2 separate regions of the Anser cygnoides genome follow, and region 2 is linked to region 1. The links are chromatin contacts, called in public Hi-C maps. All regions are on one chromosome and are shown on one strand. Each heading gives the region's core, a stretch centred on a gene start, on an enhancer-like site or on the middle of the called end of the contact. The rest is flanking DNA. Distances are from core to core; before and after follow the strand shown. Region 1 overlaps MTUS1 (microtubule associated scaffold protein 1). Region 2 overlaps MTUS1 (microtubule associated scaffold protein 1).

Region 1 (3,565 bases), core at 36-2,535:
CTTGTTTATATCGCATTTATGTCAGAGTGAAGCTACTATTAGGAACCGCCTGCTTATTTATAAACAGCACGGCGAACGCCAGCTTCCTGCAGAGGGGCAGCCTACAACTTGGGTCCTGCGAAAAAAGTTGCAGGGAATAAGGCTTCTAAGAAAAAATATGTATATAAGTTGCAATATGCTCTTGACAGCTGTTTCATTTTGCCAGCCAGTAGCCTTGTGTAAAACTAGTTTTATGCTTCTCAAATGAAAGACACCGTAGAACAGCAGGTTTCTCTCTCCAGGACTAATGGTCTCCAGACCACGGTCTCCAGATAGCAGAAGGGGGTTTGCAAAGCACTTCCAAAAGAAGCCTGCTGGCTTCTTCCCTGCTTGTCTTTTGCTGATCTTTCCACCTAACCCTAAAAATCATTTAAAGAAAAGCAATATTTGTGTTTATCCCAATTCTTATCTAGCTGTGCATTTCAGAGAAATTTTAAAGGTCAAAACCTCTTTTTTTTTTTTTTTTTTTTTTTGCTTCAGAATAACACTGAATAACTGGGTAATCATACAACTTATTACAGAGGGTAAATAACAACACTGTCCTTGTTTATTCAGGTGTTAGCTGTTTGGTAGTTGTTTCTTAAACTTAGATATGAGTTCAGTGTTGTGGTGGGTTGTCTTGCATTTTTTTTGTTTTGTTTTTATTATTTTATCTTATTTTTGGAAGCGGGTGTTTGAGTCCTTGCACTCTTTTATTTTTTTCATTATGGGGAGATTTAAAATATCTGCCTCATTTGACATCTGGCCGTGCAGAGCGCTGGTTACTTCTGTCTGCTATCTGGTTTTTGGTGTAGGATAAGCAAAAGAAAAGATGCCTGTGGAATTCTTCAAAACTTCTCGACTTTCCTAATGCCAAACAGTAGGTTTTTTAAATGCAGGAGAATAACAGAGAGAGCCAGAGGGGAAAATGTCACATAATGTGTATCTACACTTCAAAGGAAAAGAAGTCTGAAGTCTGTCAGTGAAGCTGTTACAAATACTCCAATAACTTTTCCATACTCTTCAGCTCTTCCAGAAATCATTTTCAGAGAGTGGCAAAATGGCCTTTGCACTCGGGATGCTGGCTGGAGAATGAATTTAATCTCTCTGGAATAATGGCTGCCTGTTTTTTAAACAAACTAGTAACTGTGAGGTTAATGTTTAAATATTTAAACGGATTTGGCATGTTGCCATTTAAGTAGAACAGCGTGTGCTTAACCCTGAGACTCAAACCGTTCCCAGCGTGGCCAAAAAAAATATGAATTGCTCAATAGTGCAGTGATCTGGTAACTTCAAAGACTATAATTTAAGGCTAATCCTGGACAAGGGTATCCTAAAAGGGGACAATTGACTCGATTTTTCCTATTGAGTTGAGGGGAAGGGAATTTTTGCAGATGGTATCGGAACTTTTTACCTAACTCTTTAGGTTAAATAAAAGCAATGGACCGTAAATCTAAATCCAGGATAAATAAGCTAGTGTGGACTCTAGCAAGAATAATCCTGAAAGATACCAATCTGTACGTAGTAATGTAAAACTCTTTGAAAACTGGGTGATGTGTTAAAGAGAACGAAATATAAAATTACCTTGTTTGGACTGGAATGCTAGGGCGAAGCAAGGGTTTGATAAGCATAGAGCTCAAACTTAATTTGGGAATCTCGGTACTTAAGGCTTGAAATGGAAAAAGCTGAAGGGACAAGCCGAAAGTAGTTGCACTGAAGTTCTTCACGTTTCTAATGCTCTTTACCTTAGCCCAGAGGACTGCGTTGCCTATCCCTGGAAGAGAAGCGGGGGCTTTGACCCCGGGACTGCATCTCTAATCTGCTTTGATTCTGACCTCAGGTTTACTGAGAACTCTGCTAAAAGCATCCCCCTCCCGGGAGCTTTTCCTGGCTGTTGTGCCAAATGATGCAAACCCCAGTTTTCTGCCAAGCATCCCGAGTATTTTCTATTAGCGGCCTGGTCGCAGCCACGCTGTGTTGGTGATGGGATGCTCTCTGTACTTGAGGGAATGATGCAGCGTACAAGGCATGCTGAGATAAGGCTGGCGGGGCAGAGACAGCTCTCTGTCCTCATCTTGCTTTGCTTTACAGTTCTCACGTGCAGGTTAAACAAGTACGTGAATTTTTCAACATGCAGAGATGCGAAACCTGACACTTTAAGAACTCTAAAATCATCATAAATCCCTTATCTTCAGGCTTATAAAACAAATATGTAAGGTTCCTAGACAGCTAGTATTTTGTTCTACCCTGATTAAGTTGTGAGGTATTTGTGTTTCGAGTACAGAAATGAAGTACTCTGGGCCACCATTACAGGTAAGTGCTTGACCTCATGTTTGCATATCCTAAAGAAAAGAAAAGTACTGCAAATGGCGAGCACAGAAGTAACACATCATGTTGTTATATTGTGACTTACGTGGCCTAAAGGGGTGGTGTCTAGGTAAGTGGATGTGAAATATGCGCAGTGCCAAAAAGCGTCCTCATGTGAGCAACATGAAGACATGAACTCTAAAACTAGTGTAAAGTACCTTTTTGGGGGGTCCATGTCAATAGTTAGAGGCAATTTTATGATGACTGAATGTATTTGAGAATTTCATTATAAATGAAATAAAAATCTACATAAATAGCTGTTTCACTTGCTATTCCATGAGGGGAAGACAGATGTGCTTCTGATTGACCAGCTTCTTCCTACACGTCATTTGATGGTGGTTCAGAGGAGAAGGCCCAATCAGGCTAGAGAAAGAAGTCAGAGTTTACTTTTGAATGCTTTACAAGTACATAATAAAGTGATAATCTGTGTTTTGGCCAAGAAATAAGATACTGAATACCTCAGCTAGAAAACTTGGGGGAACATGGTGGTCGGTGAAGACTCTTCCGCCTGGTGTTTGAACTATAGCTAAGTAGAGTGAAAGCGCGTTAATCCTCATGAGGGACGTTCTCATTAGTGAAGGGAGGCTGATAAAGGAGAAACATCTGCACACAGCTCAAGGCTAAGAAGGTACATACCTCAAAGAGCAGCTCCATCGGAATGCCCTATCTTTTCAAGGAGACCCTTAGTGTCATGACCAAGTGGTAATGACATCTTTGAGCAGTGACCCAGTAGGGTCAGGTAGTGGTTAGGTGATGGCCAGCTCGCTACAGTGAGGGAGGAACGGCCTGGACATGCAAGCTTCAACTGGCTATTTTGGGGTTGGTGGTAGCACATGGTTGTTGCAGGGTTACACTTATCCTAGTATCCTGCTCTGTCATGTGTGCCAGCTGAGCAACTGCAGGATTTACCACCCTGGAAAACTGGATGGAGAGTGCCTGTGGTGTTCAGGGGGTCTTTTTCCAACTGGATATCCTACTCAGTGGTTTATTGCTCTAGTTCATTCTGATTTCTGTGTTGTTTTCTTGGCTTTGCCAGTATTCTTTTCTTCCACCAGTAACGTAGTGGAGCTGCTATGTGCTCTGTCAGATGGAGTCTGAAGCATGTTGCTGTCCAGGTAACTTTTGCAGGGTTCTTCCAAAAACAGAAAAAGGCTTGGATTCGCCAAATCAGTTTGACACC
Region 2 (3,724 bases), core at 1,145-3,644, 100 kb after region 1:
TATTGTCTAAGTTAAAGACCTCACTGTATGCCAAAGGTGTATCATAGCTTAGCTTCTAGTGAGTTGATAAATGTTCTGCCAGTACCATGATCAGGGCGTGGGCTGTCTTGTGCCACTACAACAAACCTCTCTTCATGTACTTGAGTTTTTAATGAATTTGATTCATACTTGTTGCTGATGTACTTTCTAGATAAACTTTTGTTCTGTCTTGCTTTTCCTCTGAAGGCTGCTGTCATCTGTGATGCTCCTGGGATTAGAAATGTGCTCTGAGAGGAGCCTTTCAGGCACTGGGGATGGCTAGATACAAACACGCTTACCTTCCCAGTGTGACCTATAGTACTGCTACAGTATTACATGAAGAGAAATTCCATGCTTAAAAAAGTATTTAGGATGTGTGGTTATTGGCACTTCCCAGATTTTGTCAGTTTTGCTACTTTAAATGGGCAGTCTGCATTGGTTTCCTGGAAAGCAGGTCACGTGCAAGTGTAATTGGTCTGTGTTTGACATGATGGGATAGTGTTAATTATAGGGGGGTTGGCCATAGCTGATTTGTATGCTTCAGATACTTAATTTGAGAATTGTCTTCCAGCACACTCCCTGTTTTAAGACTTGGTCAAATACTCAAGTAGAAATTGAAATAGAGGGATAGTTACGTACTTGGAAAGAGGATAGCGAGATGAGAGCAGAAGGTAAGAAAAGTGGGATGGAGGGGAGGAGCTGATCGGTCAGAGGAGAGCAGAGCAGAACCCCAGTAACGTGACCTCTGTCCAGCTACAGGGAGCCCTTCAGATGAAAAACGATCTGTTGGGCATTCACAGAGCTTTGGGAGAGGAACAAGCCAGAAAAAGACATCTGCTTTGTGTGTAAAAAGTGCAGACTTACCTAGGAGAAGCTGCTCTAATTTTCACTGAAATTTATTTTTTTCCTCTCTTGCTACTTACCCTAGTGGCAGGGTAGAGCTGCAGCCAGAAGAATCTGCAATCAGTGTTGCTGTGAGTGGGAGAGGTGATAGCAAACAGAACATGTTACGTTGCACACTGCACTTAGCAGTTTGAACTGTATCCCACAGCTATGCTCAGATATTCTTTCAGTTTAGAGCAATAGTCAAGTGCCTTTACACAGCTGCAAATACGCATTGCATCCTGGCAGTGTAAGGCGCTTCAGAAGCTTGAGGCTTCTGTGCAGAGAGATAAGGATTTGACACAGTGTCTTGCTCTGTAGTAAGCACACATGCTGCACTGCCAGAAATCCCATTAGCCCTTTGAAGATAGAGGTATTTCCAATATTATTTAAATAGCATCAACTTGATATTCCTATCTTTTTTGCTAGAATCTTCTTGGGGCCTTTAGTCTTGTTATCTGGCTTTTTGTTGTACTATGAGTAGCTGATGTGGTGGCTGAGATGTAACTGTAAGGATGTTTTAAGGCAGAAAGGAAAAATAAAATGAACAGACAGCAAAATGCACTTAAAATTTTCAGGTTAGTTTTTCTCCGTAGCTTGTAGGTTCCATTTAAAGCCATAAAAGAGAGGAATTAAGTTGAAATTGTCTGCCTCTCTCTGAGACAGTACTGCGTACCCTCACACCGACCTATGTTCAAAAGTAGAAATTGAACAAGAATCACAAATGCCACAGTCCTTAAAAACAGGCAGCAGAATGGAAGACACAGACAACTGGGCCTTTGTGTTACCTGTGAAATGTGCTGGCTCTGTACCTTACAGCCCCTGCTCTGTGGACTGCGTCCCACAGAACTGCAAGCATCTCCCTCCGGGTCTTAGGTTTTTTGATGTGGCAACGAAGCTGTTACTCAACGTGGTACATCAGTCTTTTACCAAAATGTGCTAAAAGAACTTTTGTTTGCTTTAAAGATAAACTTAGTTATACAATACACTTAATCACTGATTAACCTCTGTTTGTTTTCTACTCATAGTACCTGGAAAGGGACTGAGCCTTGTTCTGTTTCTGTATTTTTGCTTGTGACTTTGCCTTTGAAACATTAAGAATGTTTTACTCTGCAGTGTTGGAATGGCTCCTTACTTTGGAAAGGACATCCATGAAGAAAACAGACCCTGCTCTGCCCCCACCCCAACCCCCCCCCCCCCCCCCCCCCCAAAAAAAAAAATCCAAGTGCTGGCTTGCTATATTGTAGATAAGTCATAGCTGTAAAGCAGCGTAATATGCAGTAATGTAGCAGTAATAATGTAAAAGAAAAAATGTTTAATTTCTTCTTATGAGCTAGCTACTTTCACGTACAGAACAGTGAAAGCCAGCTACAGCCAAGTTCATAGCTGTATAAACTGTGTGTGCTTTTTGAACTACTTCAGCACCTGAAAACTCTTCGAATGTTTATGCTAATTACCTCTTGGGATGGGTTGTGAGTAATACGAAATAAATTTTGGAACTCCTAGCCTTAGAGGGAGCCTTTCGGCACTCCTGCAAAACAAGTTTGGCTGTGACAGCTTTAGTGGTTTCCCTTGACTCACAAGGATTTTTCACATGTGTACAAAACGTATTTTCTGAACACCTGCTAAGAAAAACTGTAACTGCCACTGTAAAATGAAGGACAAACCAAATCAGATTAAAAAGCAGTACTGGATCTTTTTCTCGTTCAAACCTGTCCGACTTGATTTCACTTAAAAAAAGAAATTACAGCTGTCATTACAATTTTTATTTTCTTGCTCTGTCTAAATAGAGAAATAGATTGTTCATGAAATTCAGGGTAATAAGGAAACTTTGTGGAAATCTTTCAGAAAAACCCGCAGATTATGTATCTGGAACAGGAGCTGGAAAGTTTGAAAGCAGTGCTGGAGATCAAGAATGAGAAACTCCATCAGCAGGATATAAAGCTAATGAAGATGGAAAAACTGGTGAGTTTCCCTTGGGGTCTGCCAGTTTTGGACCGTGCCTCTGAGTTACATTCTGGTAATGATTTCAGGCTGGTCAGGCTTGCACGCAAAGATCAATTTTTGTGTTTGTTTAAAAGGAAACATGCGATAATAATGTGAGACACACTGCAGGTACAATTCCATCTGTATCGGGCTGTAAAGAGGGGGAAGGAATTACCAGATGCTCCAAGTAGCCCTTCCACCTCTTAAGACAACTACTGGGTTGTATAAACTCTAATTTGTGGCAGGACAGGGTCCTTATCCTGGGCGGAGCCTTTGAACACTATTGTAATATTTACTTAGGCAAGATGTTAATGAGGAAGTATAGAAAGAGGTTTGGGTACCAGGGAATATGTTCATGCCAGTTTTTCAGTGGTGCACAGCATTGTGTGCTGCCTAGTACCACTGGTCTCCAATTACCAGAAAATTACTTGTAAACCTTCATCTCTTCTGACAGAAGTTTGCCACAGCAGAGAAGCCCTTGGAACATAAACCAGCTATTAAATGGTTCTTTTCCTTAACTTTTGGTAACATCCTGCAGCAATGAAGTGAAATCAGAAATAACAGGGAGAGTTGTTTATGTAGAGGAGCTCTTTGATTCGTCACTCTAGCACGTTATTTCTAGACAGCCTTCAGTCTGCAACAGCTTATAAAACTGCTGCCTCTAACTCATGGAAGTTACTAGAATCTGCTCGTCGAGCAGCATATACCTTAGCCAGTTCCTCTTTATTGGCATCTAATCAGCACAAGTGGCAAAATGCCAGCGTTACGCAAGAGTAAGGTAAGTAGGCCTACCTGGCTCCTACAGAATACTCAGTGGCGATAGCCGGTCAGTGTCGCA

What was found. Hi-C and Micro-C count contacts between places; a contact is called where the count stands out from the background.
Region 2: a contact with region 1 is called in a Hi-C map of liver, with 3 times the contacts expected there. The contact joins two enhancer-like sites. A contact is called at or near these places in 2 of 7 Hi-C or Micro-C datasets (both in liver).

The regions. Positions count from the first base shown.
Region 1 is chr4:61,828,251-61,831,815 of Taihu_goose_T2T_genome, forward strand. All of the region lies in intron 1 of MTUS1 (microtubule associated scaffold protein 1), which reads left to right. Among named protein-coding and RNA genes, the nearest start is that of MTUS1, 8.6 kb to the left of the region's middle. Within about 2 kb of position 1,286, at least 3 of the 3 cell types and tissues checked have open chromatin away from gene starts, as enhancers often do. A contact at or near this core is called in liver, where this site is marked.
Region 2 is chr4:61,929,432-61,933,155 of Taihu_goose_T2T_genome, forward strand. It overlaps MTUS1 (microtubule associated scaffold protein 1), which reads left to right. Exons shown (of 16, transcript XM_066996779.1): 14 at 2,749-2,865. Among named protein-coding and RNA genes, the nearest start is that of PDGFRL, 30 kb to the right of the region's middle. Within about 2 kb of position 2,395, at least 2 of the 3 cell types and tissues checked have open chromatin away from gene starts, as enhancers often do. A contact at or near this core is called in liver, where this site is marked.